5 separate regions of the Mus musculus genome follow, and regions 2, 3, 4 and 5 are each linked to region 1. A link is a contact called in public promoter capture Hi-C data. All regions are on one chromosome and are shown on one strand. The core of a region is the stretch at or near the end of the contact, and the rest is flanking DNA. Distances in the headings are between cores, read along the strand shown.

What was found. Promoter capture Hi-C pulls out the DNA fragments that hold promoters and counts their contacts.
Region 2: a contact with region 1 is called in a promoter capture Hi-C map of pre-B cells, with 2.4 times the contacts expected there. The contact joins the promoter of Supt3 here to the promoter of Zfp318 in region 1. A contact is called at or near these places in 2 of 39 promoter capture datasets (liver and pre-B cells).
Region 3: a promoter capture Hi-C map of pre-B cells shows a contact between it and region 1, with 2.2 times the contacts expected there. The contact joins the promoter of Tomm6os here to the promoter of Zfp318 in region 1. A contact is called at or near these places in 4 of 39 promoter capture datasets (cranial neural crest, liver and pre-B cells) and 1 of 9 other capture datasets (liver).
Region 4: a promoter capture Hi-C map of liver shows a contact between it and region 1, with 2.8 times the contacts expected there. The contact joins the promoter of Ccnd3 here to the promoter of Zfp318 in region 1. A contact is called at or near these places in 1 of 39 promoter capture datasets (liver) and 1 of 115 datasets of contacts at active chromatin or transcription factors (astrocytes).
Region 5: a contact with region 1 is called in a promoter capture Hi-C map of liver, with 2.7 times the contacts expected there. The contact joins the promoter of Taf8 here to the promoter of Zfp318 in region 1. A contact is called at or near these places in 7 of 39 promoter capture datasets (the C10 cell line, cranial neural crest, liver and 2 more) and 1 of 484 Hi-C or Micro-C datasets (B cells).

Annotation. Positions count from the first base shown.
Region 1 is chr17:46,381,669-46,386,199 of GRCm38.p6, forward strand. Zfp318 (zinc finger protein 318) reads left to right here and starts at 2,098. Exons shown (of 10, transcript NM_207671.4): 1 at 2,098-2,662. The coding sequence starts at 2,171.
Region 2 is chr17:44,774,823-44,779,353 of GRCm38.p6, forward strand. It overlaps Supt3 (SPT3, SAGA and STAGA complex component), which reads left to right and starts at 2,344. Exons shown (of 12, transcript NM_178652.3): 1 at 2,344-2,606. It also overlaps a transcript of Runx2 not described here.
Region 3 is chr17:47,685,596-47,690,126 of GRCm38.p6, forward strand. It overlaps Tomm6os (translocase of outer mitochondrial membrane 6, opposite strand), which reads left to right and starts at 2,015. Exons shown (of 3, transcript NR_045945.1): 1 at 2,015-2,522; 2 at 2,973-3,054; 3 at 3,135-4,531. It overlaps Gm20517 (predicted gene 20517), which reads left to right. Exons shown (of 9, transcript NR_157366.1): 9 at 1-1,144. It overlaps Usp49 (ubiquitin specific peptidase 49), which reads left to right. Exons shown (of 7, transcript NM_198421.2): 7 at 1-1,144. Tomm6 (translocase of outer mitochondrial membrane 6) reads right to left here and starts at 2,791. Exons shown (of 3, transcript NM_025365.3): 1 at 2,304-2,791; 2 at 1,593-1,693; 3 at 1,050-1,413. The coding sequence starts at 2,431. The coding sequence ends at 1,597. It also overlaps Prickle4 and a transcript of Frs3 not described here.
Region 4 is chr17:47,590,809-47,595,339 of GRCm38.p6, forward strand. Ccnd3 (cyclin D3) reads left to right here and starts at 2,659. Exons shown (of 5, transcript NM_007632.2): 1 at 2,659-3,044; 2 at 3,926-4,141. The coding sequence starts at 2,847.
Region 5 is chr17:47,500,329-47,504,859 of GRCm38.p6, forward strand. Taf8 (TATA-box binding protein associated factor 8) reads right to left here and starts at 1,963. Exons shown (of 9, transcript NM_022015.4): 1 at 1,903-1,963; 2 at 956-1,112. The coding sequence starts at 1,941.

The DNA of each region.
Region 1 (4,531 bases), core at 848-3,347:
GGGGACCTCCCCCCTAAACACTTTATTATTGGAGAAAGACATAGGAGACAATGTTAATACTAGAACAGCAAATCCCAATTTAAAATGTATTGATTCTGGCCAGACAGTGGTGGCATAAACCCTTAATCCCAGCACTGGTCTACAGAGCAAGTTCCAGGACAGCCAGGGCTACACAGAAAAACCATTTTGAAAAAACAAAAAAAAAAAAAAAACAAAAAAAAAGGAAAAAAAGTATTAATTTTGGTTCTAAATAATGGTACTCCATATCTATATTCCCAGCACTTAGGAAGTAGAATCAGAGGATTAGGGGTTCAAAGACATCCTCTGATACATACTGAGTTTGAGACAAGCCTCAGGCAACTGAGACCCTAGTATGTACAATAAGCATTGACTTCAACTAAATATACATAGTGATTTATCTTTCCTCGTCTACTAAAGTAGATGGAGATAACTAAATACATACATAGGTAGTATAATAAAGACAGGGCACATACCTCTGGTAGATTAGCTTTTTCATCAAAATAACGTATATTTACAAATTATATCAATAATATAGGATAAAGCAAACAAGTGTAAGGGAATACAGCTGGTAACATTTTTATACTGGTGCCAGGTGGGAGGTCCATGACTTCAAGGCTAGCCTGATCTACATAGGAAATTCCAGACCAGTTAAGGCTGCATAGTGAAACCTGACTCTCAAAAAAAAAGGGACAGAAGCAAGATTTTTATTCTGAAATAGGAAGCTTATGACATTTATAAATAAGCAAATCGGCTTATATTTTAAACATAATTTAAAAACAAATTAACAAAGTCATATTTTTTTCTTTTCAGAAATCTGATTCTTGTTTTTTGGTGTTTTTTGTTTGTTTGTTTGTTTTTGTTTTTTGTTTTTCGAGACAGGGTTTCTCAGTATAGCCCTGGCTGCCCTGGAATTCTCTCTGTAGACCAGGTTGACCTTGAACTCTGAGATTTGCCTGATTCTGCCTCTGAGTACTAGGATTAAAAAGTTTGTGCCACCAATGCCTGGCTCAGAAATGTGATTTTTACACAAATTCAAGATTTATGTTTAGCTGGTGAAAAATATGAAGCTATTGTCTAGGTTCAACATATTTCCTCACTTTTGGTTTTTTCATGGTGTGAGATCCTCTGAAACTGGAGCCCCAAATGGTTGTGAACTACCACGAAGGTGCTAGAAAAAAGACCTCCGGAGCCATCTCTACCCAGGCCCTATTTTCCTATGTTTTGACTGACCCTTAGGGTCTTGTCTTTTTCTTTTTAAACATTTATTTCTATTTTCTGTGTATGAGTTTTTGCCTCCATGTGTTTCTGCACCACTGATATCTCAAAACACTTGCCAGGCCTGTCACGGTATGGGTTGCTCCGACAGTGGCCTTCACCACCATTTTACTGTAATGCTTGGCTAGAACATCTGGAAATTTTACTGATGTCTGTTGTGTTTGACTTTCACTTTTCTGTACTTTCTCATTTCTCGATTTAAACCTCTATAAGTTATTGGACTGGAAAGTTACCCGACTACGTCAAGCTTCCTCTGGGGGAAAAGGGATGGACACTCGTTGAGGTTCGTAGCTTCTGACAGGGTTTAGGTGTGAGTGTAGGGGGTCGTTTGCTTTCTCACTATATATAATCATTTCTGTAAAGCAGGTGGATTGCTATGGGCACGCACGCTCCAGGAGCCTGGGAACCAAGCTACTGAGGCCTCCGCTACAACCTGGCCCCGCCCACTCACCGGGCTCTCCGGCCCCGCCCACCGCGCCGGGAGGAGGAGAGGGGTGGTCTCTCTGCATCACGTGGTCTCCGGGGGAGTAGGGGGTGGGCGGCTCGCCGGTCGCCATTTTGCGCGGGGCCGAAAGGCGGGGCCTGCGCACTTCAGGGCGCGCGCCCCTGGTGCTCGCGCAGGCTCAGCGCTCCGCCCCACGGCTCCCGGCTCCTGAGGCCGCTCTCCGCGTCCAGCCGCGGGAGAGCCTGGGAGGACGAGGGGGTGTGGCGTGTCGGCGCGTACCCGCGCCCTCCAACCGCTGGCCGGTGGGGCGGGGCCGCGGGGAGGGGGCCGCTCCGTCCGCGAGGGCGGCGCGCTGCGGTGTCCGCGGCGGCGGTGCCTGCGGCTGTGGCGGCACGCTCCCGAGCGGCGTCCGCGGCGCTCCCGGTAGCCATGTACCGCAGTGGCTCCCGCTCCTCCGTCTCTTCGCACCGGTCGAAAGACGGCAGCGCGAGCGGCCCTCCGCCGGGCCGTCCCGTGGGCGCCTCCTCAGGCCCCACACGCCGCCCCTCGTCGCCGCCGCCGCCCTCTTGCTCCTCGCTGCGGCTCCCCGCCCGCCGCCACCGCTCGCCCTCAGGCCACCGCGGCCGCTGGGCCTCGCCGTCCCCGCCTCGGGGTCGTCGCGGCTCCCCGTCCCCGCCCCGCGGCCGCCGGGCCTCACCGTCTCCGACCCGCGGCCGCCGGGCCTCGCCATCCCCTCCGCGGGGTCGTCGTGGCTCCCCGTCCCCGCCGCGCGCCCGTCGCGGCTCCCCGTCGCCACCGCGGAGCCGGCGACACTACCCACCTGGCCTGGGTGGCTTCCGAGGCAGCATTCGAGGCGAGTCCCGCGCCGACTTCGCCCGGGACGGCCGCGGAGACCATCCAGGCGGCGGCGGCGGCAGTCGGGTAATCCCACCCTTCGCCCATGTTGCCCCCATGTCCCCAGCCCCCGGGCCCTCAGGCCAGAGTCCGAATGTCCGAGTCTTCCCCGCTCCCTGACAGTCCTGGGTGCCTCCTTTACACAATAACGGACCCGGGACCCGTTCGGTCACCCGTGTTGGAACAGAACAGGACGCCCGGTTTCTAGGGGGAAGAGGCTTTCGCTCTTGCTATGTGGAAAAGTTCTCCAAGGCGAGGGGCATTTCATCCATACTGACTGGCGCTTTGGCGTTTCCCTTTGGGTTTGATCAAATTCGTTGCTTTAAGGCCCGAGTTTAGCAGAACATCTGAAATGCCTGGTGGCCAGTGAGGAAAGCTTGAACCAAAGCAGACTGGATGCTTTAGCTGTCATGGAGTCTCAGTTATAGCTGTTATTCCGACGAGAGGTGTGCATAATCAATCATTGTGATTGCTGCCATCAGCTAGAGACACAAGAGCAGCTACCAGCAATCTTTTAGGGCTCACGGTCCCTTGAGGTAAAGCAATAGCAATAGGTGTTATCACAGCCAAGGAACCAGCTCAGAGAGGTTTAAGTAGCTTGATCAAGGTGACACACAAGTGATGGAGCTGTGGTTCAGCTCACATGTTGGATTCTCACAGCCTGCGATTTTACATGTTAAAATGTGCTGCTGCTGGAGGGACAAAATGTGGGATTAATTTATGGTTGTGGTGGGTGTAGCTGAGTAGTACTCAGTAGGGCTTACAAAACTGTAAAACCCGATTTGGAATCTTAGCATCCTAATTTTAAATAAAGGTGCAGGTGTGATAGTGACCCCTCAGCTGGCACTACAGTGCCCTAGTGTTCTGGTCATAAACTGATTTGTCACATTGTGAAGACTTCTCAAAGCCCTCACTAGAGAGGAATCGAGTAGAATACTGCAGCCTCCCCCTTCTGGGTGCTGTACTCACTCCAGCTCCAGTTCTCCGTCCCATAGGAAAATGCTTTCTCTTACCACCCGAACATTTACCTCATGCTTCAAGGGAAGCCCCCAGGCTATCCTGTCATCTCTCACCACTCTGAAGGCCCTGCTGCCTCTTCCTCAGATTGGTACAGTTGCCTTCTTCGTAATTGAGCCTTGCTACTCACCATTTATCTTTTCTGTGTTCAGCCATCAAATTGATTTTTAAAAATATTTTGAATAGTGTGTGTTCAGGTGTACCTGTGAATGAGGTATATATGTGGGAGTGCAGATGTTGTGGAGGCTTTGGATTCCTTGGAGATGGTTGTCAGCAAGATGGTTGAGTGCCTGGTCCTTTGGAGGAACTCACTCTTAACTGGAGCCTCCACACTGATTTTCAGCCTTCATTTTATACATTTAATAAGCATCTATTGAGCATCTGCCATGAATTAGATACAGTTACGATAAATAGATGAAGTTAGAAATTCCGTGGTGTGTTCAATGTGATTAAGGGCTAAAACCAAAATCAAGTTACAATTTCAAGGAAAAAAGCCTCATGAGAAGTGAGTCTTTGATTAAGACCGTAAGAGATAAGAGATCAAGTAGTCCAAGCATCAGGAGGGAAATTGTAGTTGGCTCACATGACTTTAATGCTTGAAACCCTCCTGTGCCTCTTATCACATTATCAAATCCAAATTTCCTAATTTTGTCTCTCTTTTCTCTGTGACATTGCTGCAGCTGTCCTGGCCTCTTTTCTGTTACCCAAAGCATACTGATTCATTCCTGAGCTGTTTCCTTTGGCCTGAAACATGTGCTTTTCTTTGAAGGACCTATGTGCCTTCGATTTAGTAGCAGCATCCCAGAAATACTACCTCTAATCATCTTCTTTTGAGTGATCCCTCCTTTTCCTTGTCTTTTAAAGTACTTAAAACATAAT
Region 2 (4,531 bases), core at 1,094-3,593, 1.6 Mb before region 1:
CCTCCTTTTCTTCTTTTGGTGGTGTGATGTCACTTGGCCTCCTGTTGTGTTTTCCCACCCACTTTGGAAATCATTTCTTTTTCTGAGAGCTAATGGTCTCCAAAGCTTTAACTTCACAAGAGCTTCGTTTTCAGCTTTGTTATTGAATAAAGGCAGGGCATGGCTGCTGCAAGGTATGGGTAAGGGGAAGGTTTTTATTGTAGGTATGAGGGAGAGTAGAGCCAGAGGCATCTGGAAGGGCCCAGAGCAGGGAGAGAAAGCAGTGGACTGAACCTGGCCAGCAGACTGGATCTAGCCATGAAAGGAGAGCTGGGGAGAGCAAGAGAGGAAGACTAAGAGAGTCTGTGCAATGAGACCTAGAGAGAGGCAAGAGAGAGGGGGCAAAGAGTGTGCGTAGCTGAAATAGTAGGGTTACTAAGACTCTGGGTGAGGGAAGCCCATGAGCTGGAAAGGTTTAGGGTAAAAGGCAAGATGAGCAGAGCTGAGAAGAGTCCCAGGTTCTTGTGGTCCTGAGGAAGCCTGGAGGCCAGCACATGCTTTAAGCTAATAGGAACCAGATAGCCATTTGTCCCAAGTTTTTTTTGGACCTGACCATTATAATTTGTTTTTGAGTCAAATCTGGTCTTTATCTGGAGGTGAAATGCCTGTGCGATGATATTAGTTGAGCAGAATTTTAATTAAAATGATCTGCATGGAATTTTTTTCTTTGGATAATCTGTCTTCTGTTTTTACAGCAGTTTGTTTGTTTGTTTGTTTATTTATTTTTATTATAAGACAGCTCAGTCTTAAAAATCAAGGCTGACCTTGACTTCTCCAATGCTGGGATTACACGCCCAGCCCAATCTCCTATTTCTTGGCAATGTACTAAAAAAGTCTTTTCACCTTTTGTATATAATCTAGTCTTAATTTTTAAGGAAATAATGACAATTTTTGGCTACTTTCCCATATAGCTCGCACTCAGCTTTGGGCAGAGTGAGCCTGGATCTTACACTTCATGTTGACCCTCCACATCCTAAATCTACTCTTGGAAGTGTATTTGGCAAATATTGAAGTGTCTGGCAGTTACAGAGGACTAAGCACAAGACAATTGCAATCCAGAGAGGAGATGATCAGATGAATGGCTGTTTTAAAGACACTCAGCAAATAGGATTATTTCAGAACTCATACATTCATAGGCAAGACATTAATGAAGTAAGTAGTGCTTGAAAAGACCTGGTAAAGGTGAATGTGATGGTTTGTATATGCTCGGCGCAGGGAATGGCACTATTAGAAGGTATGGCCCTGTTGGAGTAGGTGTGTCATTGTAGGTGTGGGCTTTAAGACCCTCATCCTTGCTGCATGGAAGCCAGTTTTCTACTACCATCCTTCAGATGAAGATGTATAACTCTCAGCTCCTCCTGCACCATTCCTGCCTGGATGCTGCCATGCTCCTGTCTTGATAATGGACTGAACCTCCGAACCTGTAAGCTAGCCACAATTAAATGTTCTTTTAAGAGTTGCTTTGGTCATGGTATCTATTCACAGCAGTAAAACCCTAGCGAAAAAAGTGACTAATATAAATAATAATAGTAAAAATAATATAATAAAAATAATATTTGAAATGGTAGGATAGTGGATATTTTCTTTTCTAAACAGCCGAGTGAAAACATCACACACAATTGTCTCCAGTTCATTAAGGTACTACACCTGCAACCATCAAACACGGGAAGACAGGTCATACATACAATTCAATATAAGTGGTGCAAGGAAAAATCACCACTGCTTGTTTATAAAGCTTCCCCAATAGTGAAAGTTATTAACTAAAGCATGCTTTTTAAAGTAATGGAACTTTGTAGAAAGGAACGGGGGTGGGGTGGGGTAACTTTGCAGATGAGTTTTCACAGGCTTTCGATTTTGCGCAAGGGCCGGTAGGGGTGGGTAGGTGGGTGTTCCCAGGTCCTAGAACGGACTGAGTCCTCACACAGTGCTTCTCTGAGGAGAGAGTCTTTCCTAACTCTGCGCCCCTTTGTCATTGGAAACAATTCTGGTCACCTGACCAACCCCTGAAGAGAAGCTTGCATAGACCTTCTCCCAGTGCAGATCACCGACTCTCAATAATCCTAGCTCCTCGGGCTCACTCCTACGGTCTGCAGAGTCACCACAGGCCAAATCCAGCTCCTCTGCCAGATCGCTCACTCGACTCATCACAACTCCCGCTCTGAGGCTCCGCCGCGTGGCTGCGGGCCGCTCCGTACGCCGAGGCGGGAGCGCGAAGCCCCGCCCCCGGAGTGTGGCGGAAGTAGAAGAAGCAGGCCCGCGACCGCGCGCGCTGGCCAGCCGGGTGCGCATGCGCTCTCGCCGCACGGCTTGGCCCGTCCCTCTAGTCACCCCAGGCTCCGCTACCCCCGCCCCGCCCCTCATAGTGGCGCTCTCGCCATCTTACCCCCACCCCCTCCAGCCTAGCTCAGTCACCTTTTCCCTTTCTACAATCTCTGGTTCCCCCCACTCCCCGCCCCCCTGCCCGTCGTGTCCCGGGGCCGCCGCCGCCGCAGACACCGCGCCATCTCTGTCCCCTCTCATTCTCCACGCGGGACGCGCAGCCGTGCCTCCACGTGTCTTAAGCAGAGGTTGTGGGGGCGCGTGGGGGCGGCGGGGAGTGGGGCGAGGTCATGGGAACTTGAGGGACGTCGTGGCAGCCAAATGCCTGGCCCGGGGCTGCGGGCCCAGCCGGATGCAGGCCGCCGAGCGTGGGGTGCCCCGTGGCTCCTCCCCGTTGTCGGTGGGCGTGAGGCAGGGGAGCCCTCGGGGCCGGGCGGAGAGGCACCGTTTAGGCTTGTCACCCAAATGGGTGGGAAGTCCTCCAAGAAGGCAAGCTAGGAAGCTAGGAAGTGGTAGTGGAAGGAAGTGCAGTGTGCATGCAGGCTGAGGGACAGAGGACACAGAGATGTTGCTGTCAGAGCTCGCCTCTGGGACCCCTGGGGAAATAAATCATTTAGCCGGTGGTGTCGGGGGGTATAGATGGGGATCATCGCAGCCTAGCTCAAAACTCAGGTTTATGGGAGAAGATCTGTGTGCTAAAAGCTTGTATCACGCCAGCTGTGATTAATTACGTTTGAGCTCCAAGGAAATTGTCTGTCATCTTGCCTTCTATATTGGAAGTCAGGCTAGTTGATGTGACAAGTGATAAGAGTTATAGGGATAGTGGAATATATTTGACGGTCAGACAGGATCCCAGTAGCAGTGTTGTTACTGAACACCCGGATTAAAATTAGCTTTATGTCCTTGGAATTAGTAGACTCAGGAAGAAACCAGTACATATTTATCTGGGATAAAACCTGAGTTCTCAGTATTTTTGAGTTAGTTCACTGTTAAAAGATTTACTTAAAGAAAGAAACAACTGGTAGAATTTCTGCGTGTTCCAGCGAGGCGGAATATGACTACTAAGATAATGTTTTGCACAACCAGACCTTACTTTAACCATACTATTGCAAGCTTCCCACCCTTTTCCGGCTGCACTGCCCAAGGGGACTTTATGCCAAGCTGGAAATGCTATACTCTATGGGCTACCAATATGGTAACCACCGGGTGCAGGTGGCTCTGATGAGCTTGATTTTTTAATTGGTTAGCAAATTAATTACAATGTAAGTAAGTAGACACACAGGCATGGTGCTTATTGCATGGGATCCCACAGGTCTGAAAAAGTTGAGAGATTGAGAGCCAGTTGCAGTTTTTTATTTGGTTGAGTTTTAAGTCAGGCCAGCTTTTGAACTATTTATGCTTTTAAAAGGACTCGTAATTAGAATCTCTATAATGCCTTTCATTCAAATTGTAGATCTGCTAGTATTTATTTACAGCTTGGCAAACTAAAGCAAAATGCTCTGAACTCTGGTTCTAAAGCTAATGGCAGATTTAGTTGGAAAGACAACAGTGCTAACTAGAGTTTTCTTTAATTATCTATAGCTTCCATTGTCTTTTACCATTTGATTAGTTCTTAGAGAATAGTTTAAACTTTTTATTGTTGTGGTTCCCCCCCCCCCCTATTTAAGAGGTGGCAATTCCACCTTAAGTTTTTGTGTTATAAAGCAGTTTAATAAATTATAATAGTAACCTTTGAGCAATTTTTGAAATCATTTTAGTATTCACAGTCAAACTTCTGAAGAGAAAAGTGAAATTTGGTGATAAATGTGTCATGAGACCACTTTCTTTGAAATATACCCAACTATATTTTATCTGAGGTTTTGTAAATCTTGAAAATAAAACTTTCCCCTCCTTGCCTGTCTCTCCCTCTCCTTCCTTCTCCCCTTTTTTGTGCTGGGGGTTGAACCCAGGCCCTCCCACATACTAAGTGGATGCTCTACTAACTAAGCTATGCAGTCAGGCCTTGAAAATAAAACATATGGGGGAAAAGAAGCCAAAACAAAACTATCATGGTGGATTGTATCCAGAGTTCCCGCCTGATATTTGTAAAATGTTGGCCTTGGCCTCAAGGCTGAAGAAAACCATTGGTTCTGGAATGGCAGCTTAAAGCTTATGAGTTGCATCATATGCAGAG
Region 3 (4,531 bases), core at 765-3,264, 1.3 Mb after region 1:
TCAGGTCCTACCTGCTAAAGATTCACAAGAGAATGGCAACCCCCGTCCTATGCATGACTAGGCACGTGGCTCAGTAGGGTGCTTGCCTAGCAAGCATAAAGCCCAGAGTCTGATGCTAGCACCACATAAAATCAGGCATAGTAAAGCCTTGAATCCTAACCTGTACCTGTGATCCTAAGAGTCGGTTCATGGAAACAGCAAAATAAGCAGTTCATGACCATCTTCAACTATGTAGCTAAGTTTGAGGCCAGCCTGGACTACAGACCAGCACAAGAACCAGATATCTCCCCCTCCCCCCCCCCCCCCCGCAAAAGAACAAAAAACAAACACTTTTAATTATGCCTCCCCCAACCCCAATTATTTTCTGGAGGTCAAATTGAAGCCTTTTCTGCAATGAGCTATACTGGTAGGCCTCAGAGAACTGACTGGATGAGCTATGTGCCAGCAGGTCCAGGAAAGCTGCTTTGTCTTTTTCCTTTTTTAAGTAACATCTGTAACAGTCATGCAGCTATGACCCAGACACACTAATCCTTTCCGACGCATGCTGTGACCCACAACCAGTTCCAAAGCGGCTGGTGCATAAAAAAAGTTTTAAAATACCCAGTCAATTGACTACATGAAACTATGGAGACCCCGTCTCTACCGCCACCTGGTTCCCTGGTACAGGAGTCTTTCTGTGCTGGTTTCTGCGTGCCTGGAAGAACACCAGACAGCAGCACCAGTGTGAATTTCAGGGTAGGGAGCACCTTTGTTTGTGAAGGAAGCTGCTTCCTTGTGCTCCCTGACACGTTTGTCTCCACCCACACATCACTGTCCACTCCTGCCACCAGGTCTCACTCTATCCCAACAATGCCTCCCTGGTCCCTGGAGAACCCACCTGGCAAACTAAAACGACAACCACCACCTTCTTCCTACAGGAAGACTCAGCAGTAGGAACTGCTCAAGAATCAGCTTTGCGGCACGTGTGCATCCCTGGGAAGTGGGTGGTCCCATTCCCATTTCATCTCCACTGCAGATCATGTTTGGGGCTCATGCCTGTCTCTTGAGTGTGAAATACAAGTCATGTTTATTTGATTTTTGTAAGCGGACTTTTTACACCTTGTTTTTGTAATAAGTTTCTTATTAAAAGAATAAAATACCTGTCTTTTATGTGCAGGCTTTATTTGAAATCTTTTTCAAGAACCATTACTACTCTTCAGGACAAGGGCAAGGACCATCTTCTGCAGAAAGTTGGGAACTGCACACAGAACCGTGCAGAGGCAACATCTCAGCCGACACTGGGGGATGGGGGGGCAGTGGGGGGGGGTTCAGGCAAGGAGAGGGAGTCAACTTCAGCTGCCACTCAGGTAGGATCTTGTGGTCACAGACAGTAGGCTGTCTTTGGAAAGTCTGAATACACAGGAGTTCCATTCTCTGTAAGCAGATAACAGCATCAGAAACGGGGAAACACAGGAGAACTGCTCTCACCTAGAAACACAAGGGCAAGGCTTTACCCCAAGAATCTTCCCTACTTCTGTGACTAGCTGACAGAACATACTGCTGTCTTCATCTTTTAGGATTCCTGAAATAGGCAGGGGAAAGTGAAGTCTTACCTGGCTACACCCCTGGCTGAGGGGCCATCAAATCAATGTCACTCAAGTTCCTGGCCAGCCAGACTCCCGCAGCAAAGAGTCCCAAATTGAGGATCAAGTTCCTGGGTCAAGAATACATTTCATTAACCCTACAGTCCGAGAGTCTCATGCAGCTAATGACATACTATGGCAAGTTTCCTCTCAGCACCACCTTCTGGAGGTGCTGACTGACACCTGATACAGGGGTATGTCCTCCTAATATGCACATGAGAATTTTACGTTCGCATCTACTAACACAAGCCAAGGCCAACTTAGTACTCTGCGGGGGCTAAAATTTGCTTATGCGTTGGCACCCCTTCCCTGCCTTCTAGGTTAGGGCGATTTCTTTAAAAATATGACGTTCTTTAATTTGTGTATGTGCGTGCGCGTGCACGCGACACAGCGCACGTGTGGAGGTCAGTACAACCCGCAGGGGTTGGTCTCTTCTTGTACCCTGCGGGTCTCATGGATCGGCGGGTCCCATGGATCCCAAATCCTCAGGCTTGGCGTCTGAACTATCGCTGTAGCCCGGAGCGTCATTCCTTGAAAGCCACGTGACAGGGTGTCTTTTGCCACCACGAGACCACAAGGTTCTCAAAGCGATAAAACCTCTGGGGATGCATGCCAGACTCACCAGGTAAGGAAATACAAGTTTAAGTTTATGAGGACCAGAGACGGCCCGGGCTTGGTTACCTCCGGAAGTCGTTTCGATCGGTGGCGAAGCGGAAGACACCGCGGAGCCAGTCTCCCACGTTGTCTGGAACCTCTGAGGCCTCGCTGGCCGACCCGGCGGCGCTCACCGTCACTCCGCTGGAAGCCATACCAGCACTAAGCACGTACCAACCGAGCGTCGCACCGGGTCGTCGCAAGCCGATTGCGCAACTTCCGATCTCCGCACTTCCGCCGATCAGCGTAAGAAATGAGCGAGAAGGCCCGCCCCCACCTCCTCCAGGAGTTCGTAGAGCCAGGACGCCTGATCGGAGGCGGAGCCCCGCGGCCCCGCCTCCCAGGGACGGGGGTCGGTTCCCAGTGCTGCTCTACAACCCAGTTAGTTTAAGCAAGGTGATGACGGTGAGGCTAGCCCAGCCTCTGCGGATAGGGGTTAGCTCACCCTGTAGGCGCTGGGCAGTGGGATGCTCCCAAGAAAGTGTCTTTCAGGTCAGAGAGCGTGCAGTACCAATGGGATTATCCCGCGTGCCTGGCTGCCTTCTGTGTCCGGTCTTTACACAGCACAGCCTTGTTATCTCGCTACATAAGTCCCCCCACCCCACCCCACCCCAATCCCACCACCCTGATCTCCAGGCCGCGCCACTAACAAATGGTGCAGTGCTTCCTGGAGATGTCTCTGTCATCTGCTTGCAGGTTTTCGGGGGTCTTCCAGGGCTCTGGAAGGCGCTGGCCAAAGAAAAAGCCTTCGGGTTCCGACTCAGAGGAAGAGGAGCAGGTGGGGCAGGGGCTGTCCTCTATGGGACTCCCGGGTGTCTGTGGGCCGTCTCTATCCTGCCGTTTGGATGCCCCATTCAGGGTTTCCAGGGTGAGAGTGGGAACTGCAGAGAGAAGCGCAGCTCGGGAGGTGATCTTGTCATCCGAGGAGGCACGGTTCCAGCCGACGCTTGGATCGGGTCCTTCTTCCTCTGTTCCAAACCCATCAGAAATGCCCATCTCAGAGCCCCCAAGTCCTTGTGCAAGAGGCGGGCCAGGGTTGCGTGCAGCCTCCCGCCCCGCCCCAGGCTGTGCCGTGCGCGCCACCGCTGCCGCCAGTCTACCCCAGGGGCCCCCCCGCCTCCGTCCACCAGTGGGCGACCGCCTCCCCCGCCTGGGAGCGAGTCCGGCGCCGCAGCCCCGCCGGGTGGGTTCAAGAGGCCTTTGGAGCTCGCAGGCCAGGGACGCGCGGTGAGAGCTGCGGGCCCCAATGCTCGCGTCTGGGGGTTGCGGTGGGAGGACTGGGTGTTGCTGGAGCGGGTAGGACAGCGTAGGCATGGGGCGAAGGGTTCTGATCTGGGAAATTACCCCCTTCTATGCTCAGCCCAAGCCGCCGCTCCCTCCCCTTAAGATCTGCACCGTCCCCTCCTTTACCAAAAGACGCTTGTCCTTCCGCTACTCCTACTGAGCTAGAGCCCGCACTTCTGTAGCGTTTTGAGAAGCAGCTGGGGCAGCATGGGCTACCCCCCGGCAGGGCATAACGTCCCCCATCCAGGGGCCCTGCGCAGTCCTGGCAGCAGAAGTGGTTCTCGTGCCAGCGCTGTCCCTCTGCTTCAGTGCAGCGCTGGGAGAAGATCAGCTGGGTGAGGGAAAGGAAACCGATTCATTCATTCATTCATTCATTCACTCACCCATTCTTTCATTCATCCAATAACCACGCCTTATACCCATTAACGCTATGCCCACAGGCGTTCTGATTTGAAGTACTTTGTGACTTTTGGATTCAGAGAGGGTGATTGGCTTTGGGCCGGAACGTCCACGTAGCAGGTGGCCCAGTCCGAAGTTGGACCCCAGAGCTTCCCTAACTCCTATCCCAAGATTCAATACGGCCTTTCATGTTGATGTTAAGATCCTTCTAGAATTGGGCAAGCACAGCATTGATCATCTGACATAGTGATGAGATAAACACCTGCTCAAGGATCCAGAAACGTTCTGAGTCCAAACTAATTTAAGGACCTCTGCTCGAACTGGGGAAGAGAGAGAGAGAGATAAATAAAGGCAACAGGTCAGGTCCCACAGGCCCATACCTCAAGAGAACAAAAGGGAATGGGGTGGCCCTGGCTGGTTCCTAGTTCTGATGAGCCTGCAGCCTGTTCCTTGTCCCTGTGTGTTCCTGGGAACTCCCCTAGTGCCTCCTCTTGGTACTCTACCTGGTCACAAGCTGGACATCGAGGTCGTAAGAGCTCCGCATGATGACGGCCACAGTACAGGTGCCCCTC
Region 4 (4,531 bases), core at 1,409-3,908, 1.2 Mb after region 1:
CCCTGTTTGTTTGTTTGTTTCCCAAACTCTAATAAAATGGTCTTCAAGCTTATTAAAACAAAAAGAAGCCATGGGGGTTAGAAAGGTAGCTCAATGGTAGAGCGTACCTACCTAATATGACCAGCATCGATTTCTCCTGATGTCCACCCATGCAAGGGCATCAACTCTGGAGCTAAACCAGACTGCAGCCTGCTTTTACCAACTCCGAGCTATGTGACCTCTCCGTGGTCACTTAGCCATCCATGGTGAGTATTAGCACCCAGCCCCTATTACACAGGGCAAAAATAATATACTTTCTGTAAGGCTGTTGTGAAGATAAAATGATTTATTACCTCTCAGATATGTTCAGTTCTTGGACATGGTATGTGTACATGAAGACCTGTTACTGTTGTTGGTACTCACAGCCAGTTGTTGTGTCCAGAGGATACACAGCTACGCGGGACTTTATCTCTGCCCTTCAGGACAGGAAGTTTGGTGGTGCATTCCTGTAATCTCAATATTTGAGAGGAAGAGGCAGTAGGATTGTTGCAAGCTGGGGGCTATTCTGGTCTACCTAGAGTCAGAGCTACATAGAGTCAGGTCTATAAATGTCAGAGCTACATAGTGAGAACCCGTGTCATAAAACTAACAGAATGTTAGTGTGGGTAAGGCATGCAATTGGGAGGTAAAAGCAGGAAGATCAGATCCAGCCTCAGTTATATACTAAATTCAAAGCTAGCCTGGGTGCCGTAAGACCCTTGTCTCAAAAAGTGTCCCCTCCCTCATTCGTTAAGTGTAAAGCTTGATGTATAAACATGGTGGTACGAATTTGTAATCCCAGCACTTGGGAAACTGAGGCACGAAGCTGGAGAATTCGAGGTCAGCTATAAAATAAGACAAACTGTTTCAACGAGGAGAGAAACCACTGGGGCAGTGACCTTCTGTGACTGAAGCAATCCCATCATGCCTCCTTCCTGTATGAAAAGCCATCCCCATATGTGGATTCTGACCCCTTGCTCAGCGCAAGACTAGTGTGTAGACCAGTGTGTAGACTAGTGTGTAGACCAGTGCATAGTCCAGTGTGTAGACTAGTGTGTAGATGGATCTCACTGCTTATATATTGTCCTGTGCTTTCCTGGGGCTCACTTGGGCTGAGCAGAGAGAGCAGTGTCTTAGTGGTGGGCTTTCTTCTTTCTTTCCCTCCTTTCCTCTTTCCTGCCTTCCTTATTACATCCTTTTTTCCCTTGATTTTTGTTTTTGAGACATAGTCTCATGATATTAGCTCCTCCTGACCTAGAACTCTTATTTAGACTAGGCTGGCTTTGAACTCAAAGAAATCTGCTTGCCTCTGTCTTCAAAGTGCTGGGATTAAAGGGGTGCTCTGTCATGCCTGTCTTCCTTCCTTCCTTCCTTCCTTCCTTCCTTCCTTCCTTCCTTGTTATTTGAGTCATCTGACATGGGTCTGGCTGGCCTGGAATTCTCCATGGGCTATTATCATTTGGTTTGCTTGGTTTTGTGATAAAATCTTATATAGCCCAGGCTGCTCCTGAACTCATTAGGAAGCAGACAGTGACCTTAATCTTCTGATCGTTTCTGGGTTCTGCAGTGCTGGGGATTGAGCCCTGGGCTCTGAGCATGCTAAGCAAGAGCTCTACCACCTGAGATATATCTGCAGCCCACCCCCTGCCACCGTGTGTGTGTGTGTGTGTGTGTGTGTGTGTGTGTGTGTGTGTGTGGAGAGAGAGAGAGAGAGAGAGAGAGAGACTCTAGGCAGGCCTTGAATTGTCTGTATAGTGGATAGTGGATCCTGGTGTTAAGCCAACACTTCCCTGGGTCTGAGATTACTGGCTTGCTCCACCACAGCCAGCACCAAATGGCTTTTTATATGCTGATTTTGACCAACACTGCTCACACCTCCGTTGGTGCAACGCAGTGTCCCATTCAGCAGACCTGAGAAACTGCATTTCTTCTTTTGCTTTTTATTTTCGTTGTGTATGTGCATGAAGGTGTGTGCGCACATGCTACATACAGCCTTGGTGTAGAAGTCAGAGGACAGCTTATGGGAGTTGCTCTCTTCTCTTCCATCATGTGGGTCCCAGGGATCACACTCAGGTTGCCAGACTTGATGCCAGGATAGTTTACCCTCTGAGCCATTGAATCGGACAGAAACTACATGCTCCCAGATGCTGCTGCAGATCTGCGCAATTCGTTAAAGTAGACGAGATTCTAAGTCAAGTTTCCCGACGGACCAACAATGAGATCTTTGCAGCTACTATTGTGCCTCAGTATCATGGTCTGCAAAATAAAGCCCAACTCGAGGCCATTCCTAGAAGCCACTTTAGGGTAGGAGTGACCCAACTATGTACAAAGTTATGACCACATTCCCTAGAGCAATGAAATATGACGTATACACGAAGGAATAACTTTTGGCGCCTAGTTCTTTCCTGGGTGGCTAGAATCGCGACGGGGCCCATTGATGGGGAAGAGGGCACCCTTCCAGAAAGTTCTCTCTACCCTCTTGGTCAGAAGGGACCCGAGGGCCCGGAAGCGTGCGGGCCGGAGCCCAGCGGACCAATGGGGCTGCGGGGAGGGAGGGAGGGTATAGCGCCCGCCAGCCCTTTCCGACTGCGGCCCCGCCCCTTAGAACGTTGTGACGTAGGAGCATTCCACGGTTGCTACATCGTCGCGAGGGGCGGGGCGCCTGTCAGGGAAGCGGTGCGCGCGGGTGGCGGGCGGGCTGGGGCTTCTCCGCACAGTGCCAGCGCCAGCGCCAGACCCGCCCGCACCCCGCGCTCTCCCTCACGCGCGTCGCTTCTCCTAGGACTCGCTAACCCGCACTCTTGCTCTCACCCGTGAGCCATCGCAGGATGGAGCTGCTGTGTTGCGAGGGCACCCGGCACGCGCCCCGGGCCGGGCCCGACCCGCGGCTGCTTGGGGACCAGCGTGTCCTGCAGAGTTTACTCCGCCTGGAGGAGCGCTACGTGCCGCGAGCCTCCTACTTCCAGTGCGTGCAAAAGGAGATCAAGCCGCACATGCGGAAGATGCTGGCATACTGGATGCTGGAGGTAAGGCCCGAACGGGTCCCCTCTCCTCACCCCACCCCCACCCCCGGCTCTGGGACAAATTGAACTTTCCCTGTCGGATCTTTGCGATCCCGACCACAATCTGCAAGATGCTTTGGCGGCCCAGACTACTGGGGCCTGGCCTTTTCACACAGGCGCCCTAAGCAGCTGCCTGCGTTCTGTCCCTTTCCTTTCCCCAATCCTGATCGGCTTCTTCTGTGATTTCCAGTCACTTGGCACTGTAACTAAACTTCACTTTGGGTCGGGAAAGCGGGCTAAGGGCCACTCTTTCCCCAGTGGCTTTCCTCGGTGTCTCCTGCTTCCTTCTTCACCCGGTGCTCTCTGGAGGGCGCGTTTGGAAAACCCTGGCCTCGGCCGCCTTAGCCCCAGAACTGGTTCCTGTGTCTATCGCGGGGTTCTGGCGGGGGAAACTGGTGGGTGGGGGTGGCGCAGGCTCGGTTCCGGTCCACAGGGAAATGAAAAGTGCGGGAGACCGCGGCAGGAGTTCCCTCCCTTCCCCCTGGGAGTGTGTGTGCAGTGGGTGGCGGTAATGAGGGTAAGGTCCCAATTCTCTCTAGGTGACCCTTCCGTCCCCCTTCCGCTCGCCGTGGGGGAGGGGAGTCTGGAATCCTTCGTGAGCATGGGCTTCTCTTTTACACCCCCTACTCCGGGGTGGGGAAGAGACCATGCAGAGGAAGTGGGGGGGTCACCTTGGGGAGGGCACATCCTCCTCGGTTATTGATACTTGTCGCTCTAAGTTTATCCCTTCTCGGTTTATTTTTTGCTTCGCATTCCACTCTCCCTCCACCCCCCACCCCCACTTCTCCACGCTGCCGTGTTTCACTTGGTCCTTCCCTAGCAATGACTCGTGCGCCCTCCCTCAGGTGTGTGAGGAGCAGCGCTGCGAGGAGGATGTCTTCCCTCTGGCTATGAACTACCTGGATCGCTACCTGTCCTGCGTCCCCACCCGAAAGGCGCAATTGCAGCTTCTAGGTACCGTCTGCCTGTTGCTGGCCTCCAAGCTGCGCGAAACCACGCCCCTGACTATTGAGAAGCTTTGCATCTATACGGACCAGGCTGTGGCTCCATGGCAGTTGCGGGTGCGTGCGGAATCCTCCCCCCCCCCCCCCGCCCCTCCACCAAACATACGATCGCCCTATGTACTAGTAAAAGAAAAGCCAAGCTCACTCCCTCACCCACCAACCCTCCCTTCGCCCCTGGCTGGTATTTTGGGACAAAGGCCTTGTAGTGTGGTCGTGGTGCTTCGGTTGCAAGCTTAAAACTAAATGAATCCCTTTCCTCTGGCCGCAGTGGGGTTCCACTCCTAACTCGCCCCCCCCCCCCCCAATAGCAACAAGTCCAATTGCGGGTCTATACACCAGTACTTTGCCTCTGGGTTTACACAGCCACCGTGAGTTATTTATTGGCAGCAGCAGGGCATGTCTGCACACCCCCACCGGAGTGGAATGTGCTTCACGTGGGGGAGGGGG
Region 5 (4,531 bases), core at 713-3,212, 1.1 Mb after region 1:
TTATCCTCTGATGTCCATCCATGTGCTACGGCATGCATGCAGTCCCTACCACACACACACACAAGGAAAGAAGAGTCATTTTTAAAGAGATATGTTGGGCTGGAGAGATGGCTCAGTGGGGAGAGCACTGACTGCTCTTCCAGAGGTCCTGAGTTCAATTCCCAACAACCACATGGTGGCTCACAACCATCTGTAATGAGATCCGATGCCTGATGTAATTGTTAGATTCGGGGCTCACCACCTCAGTCTGCTAACCTAGGTCTAGTCCTGGAAGCCTCCAGCACCCATACAATCTTATCTGGGTCTAGAATGCTTTCAGCCTCTGAGACTTACTGCTGATGTCTGAACACAGTTACATTATATTCATATACATAAAATGAATAAGTAAATTGAGAGAGAGAGATTGATTGATTGATTGATTGATTAGGCTGGGTGGTGGTGGCACGTGCCTTTGATCCCAGCACTCAGGAGGCAGAGGCAGATGGATCTATGAGTTCAAAGCCAGCCTGATCTACAGAGTGAGTTCCAGGAGAGCCAGGGGTACACAGAGAAACCCTGTCTTGAAAAACCAAAGCGGGGAAGGGTTATATTAAAAAACAAAAACAAATTCAAAGACAGAAAGGAGACGTTCTTGGGGCTGTGGAGAAGACCGAATCCAGTGTTGTTCAGGGATACAGGGCTTTGGACATGGATAACGCTGAGAGTTGTGTAACACTTAATGCCACTTAATGCCGCTGCAGACGACTGAAATGACAAGGTTGCTATTTGTGTCTCTCCCACATGTATAAGCATCGAAACAGTCTCATTCTACAATGGACATGTGTGTTTCTTCTGCCTGAAGCTGAGTCTCTAACAGTCTTCCAAGAGAAGGGGAGAGAGAATCTGGGATGGAGTTCACGGAGCTGGGGGGGGGTCTGTAAAGGAAACAGCGGGCCTAGTGTTTCTTGGTACTCACAGCTCTGCAGCATCTCTGTCAGTGTCTCCACAGACGCTTTCTCGGCACTCTCAAATCCCGCCTCTGTCAGCAAGGAGCTCACAACCACTTGCAGGGTCCTCCTCCGGGCCAGATGGTAGTTATCAGCAGGGTTAGTGGATTGCTTACTTCCCGGTCTCTGGAAATCAGAAGCCCAGAGTGAGACTTTGAACCACTAGATGTGTGTGTTTTGCGCGCGTGTGTGTGTTCCTGCGAGTGCAGGTGCCGCGCTGGCCCGGATTCCGTGAAGCAGGAGTTACAGGTGATTGTGAGCCACTCCACCAAACTCAGGTCCTCTGAAAGACCAGCAAGTCCGTCTTAACCACTAAACCATCTCTCCAGCCCCATTCACTTCTTTCTGGAGCAAAGTTACAGGAGCGGGTCTGTGGTGGGCACGCCTTTATTCCCAGCACCCGGGAGGCAGAGGCAGGCGCGAGAGGAGGCAGGAAGAGAGAGGGAAAAGCAAAGGAAGAATATATACACGAATGATGGTACTGAGCGAATAAATCTACTATCTTCTTGTCCCATCACACCATTTCAGTAACCAGGAAAATTAAACCAGCTACCACCACAGGATGCAGAGGAGAGCTAGGCATCACCGCAGAGAAAGGCAGAGCAAGTAAATATTTTACGAAGTTCCAACTTCGGCCGGCCAGTAAGAGGATAAAAACAGCCTCTTCAGACCAATCAGAAGGAGTTCCGGGTTCCCACCTCAACAAGGAACAAGCCAATCAAGTCTCAGATGCAGCAATTCAGGAGGCCGCTGCCAAAAGCCAAGCAGCGGGGACCGCCTACGGCCAGAGATACTCTCCAGCCCCGGGTCTCAGAGCGGGCCTGGGCTTCTCGGTTCGAGACCGTGGCCCAAACCGTGGGAGAGATCCAGAAGACCCAAACTCTTTCGGCTTCACGCCGCGCCTCTCCACCCTTACCGTTCCGGAGCCACCAGGCCCGGCCGCCGTGTCAGCCATCTTGCTCTTGCGTAGTGTGCGTGAGCGCGGGGCACGATGGGACTTGTAGTTGCGGGGTGGGAGGTGGAGAAGGGCGGGGCCGCGGGTGCCCCGCCTTATAGAAAAGCTCTACGAACACGTGTGAGTCTGGGGTGGGGGTGGAGGGAGCTCGGGATAGCCCAAGCTCACGTGGCGTTGTGTGACCCAAGCTTTCTTGGACACTTAAGTCAGTAGCTGTAGCAATTGATCTGGAAGACGCACTGTGAGATGCACTGAGTTAAAAGAAACATATTTTGTCCAGGAGCCTGCCGTCTGTAATCCTAGCACTTTGGAGCTGAGACCAGAGGATCTAGAGTTCCAGGCTAGCGTGGGCTATGCAATGAATTAAAGGCCAGTTTAGGACTACATAAGGAGACCCTTTCCCTGAAAAGAAAAGAATAAAAATAAAAACAAAAACAAAGCCATTTGTATGAAGTAAGTTCTCAGAAATACACTAAGAATACAATTTGGGTCTGGAGAGATGGCTCAGCGGTTAAGAGCACTGATTGCTCTTCCAGAGGTCTTTAGTTCAATTCCCAGCAACCACGTGATGGCTCACAACCATCTACAATGAGAACTGGCGCCTTCGCAGGGCCTTGGTGGTGCACGACTTTAATCCCAGCACTTGGGAGGCAGAGGCAGGTGGAGTTCTGAGTTCGAGGCCAGCCTGGTCTACAGAGTGAGTTCCAGGACAGCCAGGGCTACAAAGAGAAAACCCTGTAAAAAAAAAAAAAAAGAAAAAGAAAAAGAAAAAGAAAAAGAGGGGCTGGTGAGATGGCTCAGCGGTTAGGAGCGCCGACTGCTCTTCCAAAGGTCCTGAGTTCAAATCCCAGCAACCACATGGTGGCTCACAACCATCCGTAATGAGATCTGATGCCCTCTTCTGGTGTGTCTGAAGACAGCTACAGTGTATATAATAAATAAATAAATATTTTAAAAAAAGAAAAAGAAATCTGGCGCCCTCTTCTGGTGTGTCTGAAGACAAGACCAATATACCCACATGTATGCAATAAATAAATATTTAAAAACAAAAAAACACTTTGGTTCTGCTTGCTCTTCCAGAGGTTCTGAGTTCTATTCCCAGCAGCCACATGGTGGCTTACAATTATCGGTAATGGGATCCAATGCCCTCTTCTGGTGTGTCTAAAGACAGCTACAGTGTGTGTATTCATATAATTGAAACAAATAAATCTCTTTTAAAAATACACTTTGGGGCAGAGAGGTGGCTCAGTAGTTAAGAACACATACTGGGCTGGAGAGATGGCTCAGTGGTCAATCAGAGCACTGACTCTTCTTCCTGGGGTCCTGAGGTCCTGAGTTCAATTCCCAGCAACCACATGGTGGCTCACAACCATCTGCAATGAGTTTGGATGCCCTCTTCTAGTGTGTCTAAAAGACAGCTACAGTGTACTCATATACATAAAATAAATAAAATCTTAAAAAAAAAAAAAAGAACAAACACATACTGCTCTTGGAGATGACCCAAATTTGAGCACTCATATTGAGTGTCACAACTGCCAGGTAGATGATGGGAACTGAATCTCTGGAAGAGAAGAGTACTCTTAACTGGAGCAACTTTGCCCCTTGAATGTCATGGTGGTTTGAATAAGAATGGACCCCCTAGGCTCAAATATTTGAATGCTAAGTCACCAGAGTTGGGCAATTTGTTAGAGGAGAGGTGTCACTGGAGGTGGGCTTAGAGGTTTCAAAAGCTTACACCTGGCCCAGTGTCTGTCTGTCTGTCTGTCTCTCTCTCAATCCCTGCCTCTCTGTCTCTGAGTGTGAGCCTCTGTCAGCCTGCACACCAGGATATAGCATAGGGTCCTCAGCTATTGTCCCAGCGCCATTTACACAGCCATGCTCCCCACCATGACTGATAAACCTCTAAAACTGCAAGCAGACCCAATTAAATGCTTCTTTTTACAAGAGTTGCCTTGGTCGTGAGTGGTGTCTTCAGGCAACAGACCAATAACAAAGACAAACACCCTACCCTGATTATCCTACCCATTCCTTCTCCAGAGATCCGGGGCTACAATAATTCACCGTCTTACTCAATGTAAGTAGTGCTAGGGGAACCCGGGGTTTTCTTGCAAGTTAGGCAACAGCCTATACCTGGGTGCTGGCTTTTGTCTTACCACCAAGCTCCTTGGGTGATTCTCCTGCACTGTTGCCTCTAGTGTTTACTTAGTGAGCGTAGAAGCCTGTCTCTCTCACCCCCAGAACTGTGTGCCCATGTTACCCATCAGCCTCTACGGTCTGGAAATTCTTCAAGAGAGACTGCCTCTCCTTATCCATCCTAATCTAGGGGACAGGGGCAGGGGTGGTTATGCCTGGCCAGATGCTGTCGCTGGGTTTGAATCCTAAGGCTTGTTAGCCTTCAAACTCTGGTCACAGTTACCTAACCTCACCGTGCCTCAGTCTCCCCCACGTGATAACTGGGGGCCCAGGTGAAATAACGGGTGAGATAACAGGTGTCGCGGGTACCTGGGTTTGTGGTAAGAGTTAAGAACTCAGGTCTACTGTTTACTTCCTGGGCAGCGTTCGCCAGGAATTGCAGATACTCAGAAGGCAT